2 separate regions of the Anser cygnoides genome follow, and region 1 is linked to region 2. Evidence: chromatin contacts called from public Hi-C data. All regions are on one chromosome and are shown on one strand. The core of a region is the stretch at or near the end of the contact, and the rest is flanking DNA. Distances in the headings are between cores, read along the strand shown. Region 1 overlaps GHR (growth hormone receptor). Region 2 holds the start of GHR (growth hormone receptor).

What was found. Hi-C and Micro-C count contacts between places; a contact is called where the count stands out from the background.
Region 1: a contact with region 2 is called in a Hi-C map of liver, with 2.0 times the contacts expected there. The contact joins the enhancer-like site here to the promoter of GHR in region 2. A contact is called at or near these places in 2 of 7 Hi-C or Micro-C datasets (both in liver).

Annotation. Positions count from the first base shown.
Region 1 is chrZ:69,035,518-69,042,074 of Taihu_goose_T2T_genome, forward strand. All of the region lies in intron 2 of GHR (growth hormone receptor), which reads left to right. Among named protein-coding and RNA genes, the nearest start is that of GHR, 59 kb to the left of the region's middle. Within about 2 kb of position 2,379, at least 2 of the 3 cell types and tissues checked have open chromatin away from gene starts, as enhancers often do. A contact at or near this core is called in liver, where this site is marked.
Region 2 is chrZ:68,975,823-68,982,178 of Taihu_goose_T2T_genome, forward strand. It overlaps GHR (growth hormone receptor), which reads left to right and starts at 3,996. Exons shown (of 10, transcript XM_066988782.1): 1 at 3,996-4,151.

The sequences.
Region 1 (6,557 bases), core at 1,129-3,628, 58 kb after region 2:
TGAAGTTGTTTCAAATAAGCTGGTTGCTTAAAAAATCACACACCACATGATACAAGTTTCCTACCACTTCAGTGGTATGATACTTCAACATTTCAGTCTCAAATCTGTTCTTTAGATCCTTTATCAAATATGCTTACAAGTATACCTAGCACTATCGATAGCAAGATCTAGAATAAGTATCTGTATCACTGAATGTGAGCCCTGTGCATATTTTAATTATCTGAGACTTGAAATCTAACAAAATCCTTTTCTCTAATATGGAGAAAAAAGACACAGTGAAATTAAAGCACAATTATAAGCACTTCACAGCACTTCTACATTCTGAGGACATTCCTATTCTGTAAGGGTACAGCTGTTGGATACCTCCCTACCAGCTGAACTATTCAGGAGAAACCTGGCTGACCCACAGTGTGTGCTTTTCTGTGAGATTTGTCTGAGATTGGAGGAAAGCCTGCTTGCCGAGGGAAAAACAAACTCAGTTCCGAGCCAGCCAAAAGCAGGCCCTTCTTAGCCAAGAAACTAATTTATAGACCACCGAGTAATCCTGCAATTAATTGTTCTCTGCAACCCATAGAACAGCTGACATCTGGATTCACTTTCTAAGCTCTGAAAGGACTACAGAATTTGAGGGGCTTGGGACTTCAACATGTGGTTAAAGCATCCAGTACCAACTTATGTTCAGAGCTGGCTGAGAATACGGCTGATAAGCTCTCCAAAATCTTTGCAGGCTATCGCTTATACAATCTGTGAAAGCAGCAGCAGGAAAATATCTTCTTTGAATGAACTATACTGAGTCATTATTCTTTATAGGATACAAGTCTAGTCACCTGTTAGCAGTTCTGGTTGCTGAAGAGAAACTTGTATGCAGTAAGCAAACGAAAAATCAGTACTGATTTGTACATCGTGGCAATTCAATACTCGAAGCTCCGTCTACTGCAGTATTCTTCAGTATTAGTAACGTTGGCAAAATGATCATCTATGGAAGTGTGACTTATCTAAGGCCACACTGCAGAGTGTAGTAGGACCTATGAGCAGTCAGTCAGACTCATTGTGATTGCTGTTGCTTACATGTGATTCAAGTGTGATTGCTAAGTGTCATACGTATTTTGGGAGCAGATGCTATCTTTAATGATTTCTAAACAGAAAGGATCTATGAACTTACATGGTAAGGTCCTAAAATGGAAGCCTTTTATTGCTCAAAATTAAGTTCTCTGTGATATTAAGAACCACAGAAGGGACTGTCAAGCTCTTTCCCTTCCATGCAGGAGGTTTCCACACACGATCATGCTGGTGAGACTAAAAGCTGCAGCTTAGTCTGCAGGGCCAGCTGTTGAGTAGGGTAGTTCTTGGTACGCTGATTAAAAGGGAGACCCAGTTGCTTGGACTTCTGTTGACCATCTCATGTGAACGCACCCTCACTGCCTGTTTCAGCATGGCACTGGGTACAGAGGCATGGCTGCTATTCAGCCTTCAGATAATTGCCATCTTAGACCAGGAGGGCCCCCAGTAGGGTTGCACAAAACTCTCTGTGGCTGCAGTGCAATGTCCTCACCCTTAGTCTGCTCATTTTTATTGTACTGCATGTGTAATGTGAGTCCAGAGATCTAGCTTGGTGTGGGATTTATTTTTGTGGATAGCCCTCATGAAATAGGTATGAGCATGAGCAGTAGTTCTGGTAGTAGCGGATGAAGGATCTGGCTCTCAGCAGCCCCTCAAGGCAGGTATCTTCCAAAGCCTGTCTGTGAACATCTATTTCTTTCTGGTCCTGTGTAAAATAACAATAACAGGAATGCAGAAGTGTGGATACTCTTCTCTGTTTTCCTTAAAAAATAAAAGTTGAATCTGCTCCAAAGTTTCACTTTCTTAATGACAGTTTGTACCGTGTTGGTCTTCCTGCAGAGGAGGGAGTCATCATTTCGGTGGAAACAGACATGCTGTCACGTGCCAGCCAGCTTGCCTTGCAGAGTATCCCTTTTTAGCTGATGAGTGCGGAGTTCATCTCTTTTATCTGTGATGCCTAAAAACAAAGGTTACAGTGCAGAGCTGGGACTATTAATCTCTGACATTTGAGAAGTGGTAAACATGGAGGGGGAGGTTTACATCTACAGCACTCTTTAATGCACTGTGGCAGGTAAATCACTGCACACAGTTGCAGTCCATGCCTTACTCTGCTGCGGGACTGTGGTATAAATGCAGGCAAGCCACTTCTCTTTCCAGTGTCTCCGTTTCCCTGTCTATAGATGCATGATGACCCTGACCCCCACTGTAGACTGTGTATGGAGAACACTGTCTGAAAGTATTGAAAGATCTCTTTACAAAAAGATACAGTAAATTAGCTCTAAAATTGGTATCCCTATTTCTGCTGCTTATTTTGAAGACACAACTTAAATTCTTTATTAGTTGGGTTTTCTTAGAGGAAATGTTGGGCATTGGCTCTGACTGAGCTCTTTCAGTTTCAAATGTGAATTTTTAGTTGCAACCTGCCATCATCCACTTCTGTCGTATTCGCCTTCTGTGTAGCACTGTGCTAGCTGCAGGTTGCCACTTAGAAGATTAACTGAATGAATTCCATTCACTAAACTAGTGACTGTTAAGTGGGTCACTAAATAGAAATTATCAGGCATGGCTGTTCAGTTTATTGCCCTTAAATGTCATGCTGACATGCTCCCTGCCTCTGCAATCCACTTGTCTCCACTTTCTTAATAATATTCTCATCCCAGACTCACTCTCCAACCTGTGCTGGTCCATAGTCACATATACTCTAACTTCTCCAATGGAAGGGGAAAAAAAAATTTCTTCAAGGCCTCCCATACTTCTTTCTCATACAATCTTTTTGTCTTCTACTCATCTTCTTCCTGCAGTGGAGCTTCTCCTCTTCATGGGATGGCAAGTAATCAGCTGAAAAAACATTTTCAAATTTCAGCTGAGCAAAAGTCAAATAAGTCTGTGTGTATATGTGTATATTTAGTGTATACAAGTGCACACACAAACACACACAGACACACAAAACAACACACAACGAACTCTTCTGTTCCTTATATGGAATTATTTCATGTCCTGTCCTAATTGGAATGCTTCAAATAATGCCAGTGATAGAATTGAAAATGTGATCTGGAAGAAAAGTTGAAGTCCTTAGAAGATAAATTAGGGGACCCAGTAATACAGTACGCTGACTTGAATAAATTCAGGTAATGAAATGAGCTGATTTCACTCTCTGTTTGGAAATACTGGATGCACTAATCTTGGAAAAATCTCCAGTTAAATATAAAGTGATTTAACATCATACACCCTAAGCTCTTGGTTTAAAAGGTGTCTTTGATAGCTGTATCATAAAAATGTGTATCAGAAGTGTTTGATTCGTTATAAAAGTTCTAGACATCCTGTTTGGATGTATGTTTAGTTGTAAATAAAAACGGATGTGTTTGTAAACCACTTGTAGTAGACATACTCTATTTTAGTACGTGAGAAGCTTCATCAAAGCATACTTTAAAAATAGTCAGATTTTATAATTTCCAGATCTTACCACGGGAATTGGAGGGAGAATTTAATTGGCTTTTTAAAACTTTATAAAAGGTTTGGAGAGCAATCAGCTTTTATTCACCAGTTACTACTTACCTAATTAAAATCTGTTTGACAATGCTGCATGTAAAAATACAAAGTAATCTTTTCCCCATGCTGATATCATTTAGTCTCACATAACTATGCGTTGACTTAGACAATTAAGGATCTAGCTCAGGATTTTCTATATGGCTATGCAAAGCGTTTTATGTGTGTGTGTGTGTTCAATGCAGTAAGCTGCTTTTTGGTGAATACATACAGCGTGTGTGTTCAGATTTGTATGCCCCTGAAGCACCAAATCTGTGGAGAATAGGGTCACGCAACAGTATTGGTATGATCTTAGACATGAGACATGGAAAGCAGCTGCAGTCATGGTGGTTCTCATTACCAGAGAACTTCTTAAACAGAGAATTTTACTTCATATTGTTCTGAAGAATAGTTTTGTTTAAAAGATGCAAATTGATTTTCTAACTCAACATCAGTTTAAACCAGACTTAAAGTAAATGTAAATTAAATCAGTATAAACCATACTTTAAACTGATACGAACTTCAGGACACACAAAGTTGCACCAGTTTAAATGCACTGTTTATAGCTATGCCTTCAGTCAAGTTTATTAATCTTTATATGTTGATCAAGCGATTTTTAGAGAAAGTTTGTGGCAGTGTGTGAGGTGTGAAAGTTCTCCTGCTCCTTTCAGCAGATGGCCAATGTGAATATGTGAGTACTTTTGAGTCATGAGTGGTCACCCAGAAATCCTGTTCATGTCCTTTGTCTGTCTTTTACCAGCTTTCATTTAATCCAGTATTTAAATCAAAGACCTCCTTAATGCCTTACAGGCTTTGTTATGTAGTCTTTAATCTGATTAGCATTACATGAATAATTTAGCATGCGACTGAACCATGTAATTCATTTGTCCCATAGTAATGAACTGTTAAGTAGTTCCATTAGTCTAGGATAAATACCAGAGTCTTTAACTTAAATTTTACAGCTTTTTGAAAATGTTTTCCTTGGATGAGAAACATTTTTGTATAAATACAATTAAAATTGAACTCGTTGCTCCCAGATGTCCTGAAATTACTCTTTGACATCTGAAAGGCACGTTTGAGTTCAAGATGATTAACACAAATTGAGGATGCTTGCTTGGCTATAACCAAACCCCATTTCACCTGAGGTCAGCAGGAGCTACATTGTTTGTATCAGCTTTTCTTGCAGCACCCATCTCTGTCCATGATGAAAAGTGCAAGAGATGAGATGCATATTTCTTTCTAACAAGTGTGCTGAAACTGGCTGTAGTAACTGGCTATAATTGCCCAGATGTTAGCTACTACGCTTATTGTTCAATGCAAATACTAGCATGCAGAAGAGGGCTTGCAAAGAAAATACTAACTGGAGCAGTATAATTGGCCTGCTGTATGGTGACAGTCAGTAGCACATACAAGAAGGTGCTTTAATATTAAGCATGTAAATAATCCTGTAAATTCCAACCCAAACTCCCAATAATGCCTCACAGGTTGCTTGCCAGCATCATTCCTGTGTTCGCAGTCTTCATCATTTCTGCAAGGTACTAAGAGCACTGGTTGTGTCAGGGAAATTACTTAGTCATGTTCTTGTGTTAAATATATAAATGTACCTGCTTAAAATCAGATGTCTATAACTGCTTTGCTGGATTGGGTCTAGACTACTGAGCCCTGTTGGGATTTAAACTTTACTGATAGCTGAAAAGCTGATAGCTGACATTGAAAAGCTACTTGTTTTTTGTACACTGGCACAAAATTGTTTTACAGCACTGGGAATATCATTTAATTTCTTTATGTAAATTGAGAATAATTACCTTAGTCAGATGTTTTTCATGCAGAAGAAGCAATTTTTTAGCACAGATTTCTAGGAGGTTGGTTCTAGGTGCAGATTCAGACATTTCTTTTCCTTTCTTATTATAATATTTGACATTAAGTTGATGTGATAGATTTCTTTAAACAAACAATATACTTTTTGCTCAGAAAAAAATCTTTTATTTCCTTTTGCAATTGTACAAATCAAAAAAAAAAAAACCAAACACTGAATTTTGTGTATTGATTGTCTACTACCTTAATAAATAATAATAATAAAACAAAGCCATGGAAAAATTACCACTGTTGTGGAGAAGAGTGTTTATATAGCCTGAAGAAATTACCACTTTCATACATAGGCTGAGGTGCACTTCCTTAGTGATACAAGAGCATGTAAAGCTAGGTATCAACTCAAGGATTCACATCAGCATGAGAGCAGCTAGATGTCATTTCATTCAGGTGATATGCATCTACTTTGCTGCTTTGTTTTCTTTTGGGGGATGAAAAGCAAACAAAGAAGCTTAGACTTTTCCAAGTTGAAAAGTTTCTGTACGTGTGGTAGCCAGAAACTTAATTGTATTGGTTCTGTTTTAGTAGATGTCTTCCAAAGGAGGTGACCTACTAAGCTTCGTGTTAAGGTCCTCCCTGTATGTACCTGGTCCATCAGGTTACTGTTGTCAAAGCATAACAGATTGTATTGTAAATAAAGAATTGATATGCCATATACCACAGCCATTCTGGGACTTCATAGTCTGGTTCTTAGAGTATCCATTTACAGCTGCTTTAACCTAGAAGAGCTTTCAGTGCAAGCCCAGCACAATGTCTAAACTGCGGATTCACTGAAGGTCTCCTTAACAGCATGTAAGAATTGATTATCATTTGGCCTGTTACCAGTTTAAATTTGGTTTAAATCAGAGTAATTAGCTGACACATCTGTCCATGAGAAAAAGAAATCAGCTCTGATCAAAGTATTGAAGTTGTCCATTACAATAGAGACATAAGTAAATTAAATCACTTGTTGAAATATATCAAATGTGGTCTTGAAATTGAGCTCTCATATAGTCTGTATTCCAAAATGAAGTTTGTTTAGGTGAAAAAAAAAAAGGATTTTGGAAATGTGAAGTGAGCAGTTTTTTTCATAGATTCCATTTCCAACTTGAATACTTCAAACT
Region 2 (6,356 bases), core at 2,746-5,245:
GTGTGGAGGTGTGACAAGGGACCTCTTGAGATCCTCCAAGATCTTTGCTGTCAGAGCAAAGAAAATAGATAAAAACACAGACTTAAGCTGCGGCTAAGAATGTGGAATATGAACAATGTCTGTATTTAATTTCAGTCTCCTGCAGTTTTTCATGCAGTTTTGAAAAATAAAAACTGTTTTTCTCATTAATATAAGTAGTTCCTCACACAAGAGAAACACATTCATAGTCACTTAAACTGCATGCAGAATGGAATTTTGAACTATTCACACTAGCCCTCAGAGCCTCTCAGCAAGCAGAGAAATATCAATTAAGAGTGCGTTTTGCAATAGCCTATTGGCAAAATGCCCAGCAGCAAAAAAGTCACTGTTTCCTTCCAGCATAAACTGCACCAGCTAAAGAAACCCCTTTTTCTAGCATGGACCCTACATATGGAGCCCTTTACATTGTTCTAGAAATGTATGTATGCACTAATGAAGCTTCTTCTATCTATAGGACGTTATCGCCTGCTAAACCAAGCAGCCAGAGTTTGACCAGTGTAACTCCACCTGTGACAGACTTTAATGACATAGCTACTCTTACACTGTACAAGCATAGACTTAAGCCAGCACTTACAATAAGCGTTCACAGCTAGTCTTGCAGAAGTACTGCCAATCCTCATCTAAGGAGCACTAGCTGTAGTCACTTTAAAGTGAAGGAACCTCTTCCAGATGAAGAACTATGAGCTGAGTTGTTAGAATCCCATTTGACATCCTGTTGATAAACGTTGCATTATACAGTAACATAAATAGAAAGCACAACCAGATTCAGTCATCATTTTTTTTTCTGCTGTGCCTGGTTCCATACCATCATGTTCAGAATGGAGATGACATTCAACACTACTCTTTGGAAAGGATTGAAGTGGACACTGAGTGTATAGAGAAGAGAATACTTACGTTAGCTGACGTTGGTACTGTTGGATATTTTGCAGAAAAACAAAATGTCAGAATAAATGGTCAACGTTCAGGTATCTTTTATCAAGTGTATGCTAGTCAGACTTAATTTTCCAGGCTTGCTAAGGGGTTTGGAGAGGATCTGGATGAGTGATAATACAACACAAATGAAGGGGGGGGGGGGGGGGAACAGTGACATACATGGGCATATGTGAAATTATATGTAGTTAAAGAGGCATATGTTTCCTAATGGATATGTAAAGAACATTATCTATTCCTACATTGTTGCAGGGCTAAACTTAAGATTTGTGCTCTGTAAGGTACACATTCTGAAACTAATTTCTGGTAATGATTAAAATACAACCACAAGCTAGCAGAACAGAATAAGTGAATCACAGAACCCCCTAAATCCTTCACTGAAACTGAGTATAACAGTTATTAAAAATAATTAAAATAAAATCGGACTTTTTTCAATAAGATCACTGACCATGTATTATACTACTTTGTTTTACTGAAGCAATAAAGAAAATTCAAGATGTTTATCCTACAGACGTGTAACACGCACACCATTGTGTTTTGCAGCTTCAGGACTAGCTGTAGACAGGGTGGAGACTTGAAGCTTAATTTATGGGCAAAGTCTTAATTATTAAAAAAAAAAAAAGTCAAATTCTCTTGTCTTCCATCTTTAGCTAATTTATTTCACAAACGTTCAAACATCTCCTACCTGTGTACTGATGACCTCCAACCCTGCAGAGCCCCTTTGCTATCACAAGCCAGGACCCCAAAACAGCACTTACCTACACTCTTATGTGTCTCCTGACCTCCCAGCCCTACCCACATCCCAATAAGCCTGCCGACTGAAAATTACTTAGGCTGCTTTTGCCTATATCTGGTCTGGCTGGCAGTGAACTGTGCTTGACGTAAATCCCTGTGAAACTAAACCACTTGCCATATGAAGCATTAAAAAACATTACCTAGTACAAAGTAACTGCAGGAAGGCATAAATCAGTAATATACAAGTCTACTGATTTATAATTATCTATGCTTATATCTATGCTTATTTGTACATACAAGGAGAGAGCAGTAAAGTATTTTCCCTGGTTCCTCTGTCTGCTGTTTTAGATATCCAACTATCACTGCTACTGGGCTGACACAGTTTGCAATAATCTGAGATATGTTCTCATTATGGTACAGGAATGTTGTGCTAAACACCATAAACATCTCTAGAGCTGGAATACAACTCTGCCTTTTCTAACGGAGTGCTCCAAACCACAAAACTACAGGGTCAGGATCAGGTTTGTGATTGCAGTTTCTAACCCCATGAGTTACTAATTATGCTCTCCCATAGCTTCAGCAGCAGGAAATAAGAACGAAAGACCTCTGGAACGACCACGGGCTTGGCAGCACAGGCATCTCCTGGGAGATGCTGATGTGAATCCCCTAACCAGTGGTAAAAACTGAAACTGTGTCCATTGCATGTGTGTTAATGGACAAGCTATTCTATCACTTGAGACTCCTGAGAAAATACAGAGTTCTGTTTCCACGAGTTTTGAACTGAGGGAAAGGCAGGAGATGGTTCTGATGTAGGAATAAGGAAGATGTGTCTTCATGCCCTGAAAGCACTTAGTTTAAAGCCTCTGTGAGACTTCTGGCAGTTAGTTATTGACATGTTAGATTTCAATTCCCTTAAGCCAACCCAAAATCAATGAGGTCACACCTCACTGCCCATTCTGCCCCAGTTGTGTATTTTTGCCCTCTCATTTGGTCTGGTACTTACATGAGTGAACAGAGAGACAGCCTGAAGGGAGAGCTTGCCTGAGGACTGATCACTTATCATAGAATCATAAAGGTTGGAAAAGACCTCCAAGATCACCTGGTCCAACCATCCCCCTACCACCAAGGTCACCCACTAAACCATGTCCCTAGGTACCATGTCCAACCTTTCCTTAAGCACCCTCAGAGACCCCACCACTTCCCTGTGCAACCCGTTCCAATGCCTGACTGCTCTTTCTGAGAAGAAATGTCTCCTAATTTCCAACCTGAACCTCCTCTGGTGCAACTTGAGGCCATTCCCTCTAGTCCTATCACTAGTTATCTGCGAGAAGAGGCCGACCCCCAGCTCCCCACAGCTTCCTTTCAGGCAGTTGTAGAGAGCAACAAGGTCTCCCCTGAGCCTCCTCTTCTCCAGACTAAACAACCCCAGTTCCCTCAGCTGCTCCTCACAGGACTTGTGTTCCAGGCCTTTCACCAGCTTCGTAGCCCTTCTCTGGACACCCTCCAGGGCCTTGATGTCCTTCTTGTACTGAGGGACCCAAAATTGAACACAGCACTCGAGGTGCGGCCTCACCAGAGCAGAGTACAGGGGGACGATCACCTCCCTGGTCCTGCTGGCTGCACTATTCCTGATCCAAGCCAGGATGCTGTTGGCCTTTTTGGCCACCTGGGCACACTTCTTATTTGCAGGTCAGATTTTGAGACACACCAGCTCCCCAAAGCCAAGCAGTATCAGACACATGAGCACCAGTGCAAGAACAAGGGCAGTGCTGATTTGGGCAGCGTGGGCTGCCACGAACAGCACCACACCTGGCCCCTGTAACCCAACAACTTCCATGTGGAGACGCAAGCGTTCGTGGCCATCGCACCACAGCAGGGAACAAGGGCGAGCTACGATGTCCCTACAGCTCCCGTCCTGTGTCACGATGGGTGGAGGAAGGCACTGAGGCACCCCTCAGGGAGCACTGAGGGGTGCCTGAGGGGTTTGCCGCCTTCCCCAGCCCAAACCCGGGAGGCGGCCGGGTTCAGGTCGCGGGGCACCCTGAGGTGGCTGCGGTGGCTGTGGTGGCACCGGCGGCAGCAGTGGTGGTGGCGGTGGTGCCAGCGGTCCGGGCTCCCCTTCCACCCTCCCGCCGTGCCCTCCGTCAGGACGCGCTGCAGTGTGCCGCCTCCTCCCCTAGACGGAGCCGCACGGCCCCGCTCCTCGCCTCGCCTCGCCTCCCCTCACCGCCCCGGCGGCCATCGCCGCTGCCGGGGCCCCGCCGCCGGCCCCTCCCCGTGGCCATGCCCCCCTCGCCCGCCGCCGGCCCCGCTCCCTCGCCTCGTCCCCCCCGCGGCTGACGGCCGGCGGGCTGCCGCGGCCATGGCAGGGGGAAGACGAGGAGGAGGAGGAGGAGGAGGAGGAAGAGGAAGAAGCCGCTGAGGGCAGGCGCAGGGGGGGCAGCAAAGTGAGTCCCGGCCCGGCGGCGGTGAGGGGCGGCTCCGCTTTGCCCGCCCGCCCTCCGGGGAGGGGGGGGGGGGGGGAAGGACGAGGGCGGCGGCGCTCGGCGCGGCTGCGAGCGGCTCCGCTCCCTCCCCGCGAGTCGGCACCGGCCCGGCCGAGGCAGCGCCGTGCCCGCCGGCGCCGCCGTGCCCCGGTGGGGCCGATGGCGCCCGAGGCGGGGCGGGCGGCGGCGGCGGCGGCGGAGGGGCGAGTCGGGGGAAGTTTGTGAGCGGCCGGTGAGTAGCGGCCGGGCGGCGAGCGGGCAGGGGGCTGCCCCGGGGGGCTCCCCCGCCGCGGGGACGGAGCGGCGGGCAGCGCCTTTTTTCCTCCCCCCAAAAAAGACCGGCAGCGACCAAAGCCCAACTTTTTCCGCTCGGTTATGCATCTCGGTGTGTGTGGTCCTCGGGGAGAAAACCCGGGGGGGGGGGGGTGTTGATAAAAACAGGCGTAAACACGCGGCGCAGAAGGTGTTGGGGGAGAGTAGCCGATGTTGTCGGGTACAGCAGGAGCAAAGGTGAAGCAGCTCAAAAAACTGCCCCCCGAATCGCATCCCGTGCTATAAATCCTGTGAACCTTTAAGCGAGCGTTTGGGTAGGAAAAACTGAAATCGCTCCCCGGATAGATAGGTGCTTAAATGCAGAGGGCTCCCGGTGGTGGCACAGGCTGGGCTGCTCGCGCCAGTGCTGGAAGTGCAGTTGGGAAGGGATCAGTGTAAAGAGGTCTGGTAAGTTTTATTCCTTATGTATTTGAGAGCTGCTGTTTGCAATGCCGAGATTACAGAGGGCTGCAAGTGAGATGTCTTGTGGTTCCGAGCAATAAAAATGAGTATTGCTGAAAAGTTTCTCGGGCAGCTTGAAATGTTTAAGTAGGAATGCAGTGTCCTTCATCTCCACCGCATCTCAGTCTGGCAGCACTGGAGTTGCTGCTCGCTGTGTTAATTCAGGACGTTAGCGTGTTTTAATAATTATAAGGGATTTACAAACGAGGTGGTTTGCATGGCTTCTCCGAGGAGTCGTTTTGAAAATTGCCAGTAAGTGGTAGTGGTACTTTTATTAAATTCACGAAGACAACTGCTGAAACTTGCTCTAACGTACACAGAAGTCCCAGATACCTCACGGTTGGATATTCTGGAGCCAAATTCTCGCCGTATGGTCCAGCTTTGTTTCCGTTCCTGCGAGCCGTCTCGCTGTCTCCCGGTGCCGGTATGCTCACGCTGCACAGAGCAGCACCGTGCAGTCGCATAAACCCGGGGCCCTGCGGCCACCTTTGCAGGGGTGCTGCTGCCTGTAGCGCCCTGCAGGACGGCAGCACAGCACCCAGTGAGTGCCCGGGTGTCTGCGGAGCACTGGGTGCCCTGGCTGGGCGCAGGGAGCTCGGCTCTGCCCGTCCTTGCTGGCCGAACGGGTGTGTGGCACTGCGGGTTACCTCCCGCGCCTGATCCCAGCAGAGAAGGGTAAAATAAATCTTTGCTGGAAATTCACTTATTTCTGGGTTGATATCTCTGTGTTCCATGATCTGGATCAGTCCCTTTAGCCTGTATCACTTACAGGGCTTTATTTCCCTTGACTGTACATGTGTTTCTGTTCTTGTATATACATTAAAGATAGGCCTTACTTCTTTAAAAAAGTTGCCTTTTGCTTCAGAAATTGTTGTGTGTTGTTTTTTTTTTTTTTTTTAATCAAAGTGAGTATTTACTTTGCACTACTAAAGGGAGCATTGGGCTGAATAAATGTAATATTTTGTATCTTATTTGAAATACTAGACTTTCACGAACAAAATAGAGGCTGGGAATACTTGTCACTAAGCAAGATAATAAAGTAAAGGCTATATAAACTAAAATAATTAAAAAAATAGTTTATCAAACATGGTAGCACCTGCACTCAAGCCAGGTGAAGCAATTTCCATCTTAAGATAGGTGTCAAAACAAATCCAAAGCTTTGCAAATAAATTAAAATATTAGTAACAAAAAGAGGGGATAAAGTTGTTGGGGAAAGGCAAGGCAAGGATAACAGCAGCGCGGTAACAAGTCCACACAGGAGTCCCTGAACAACGGTTTTGTTAAAGGGTCAGGTTCCTTTTAACTAAAAGGATGTTGCTGATTTTTTCATCACCTATTGATCTGATGGAAGGATGAATCTTTGGCTCAGCGGAGTTGGGTTAGTAATTGCAG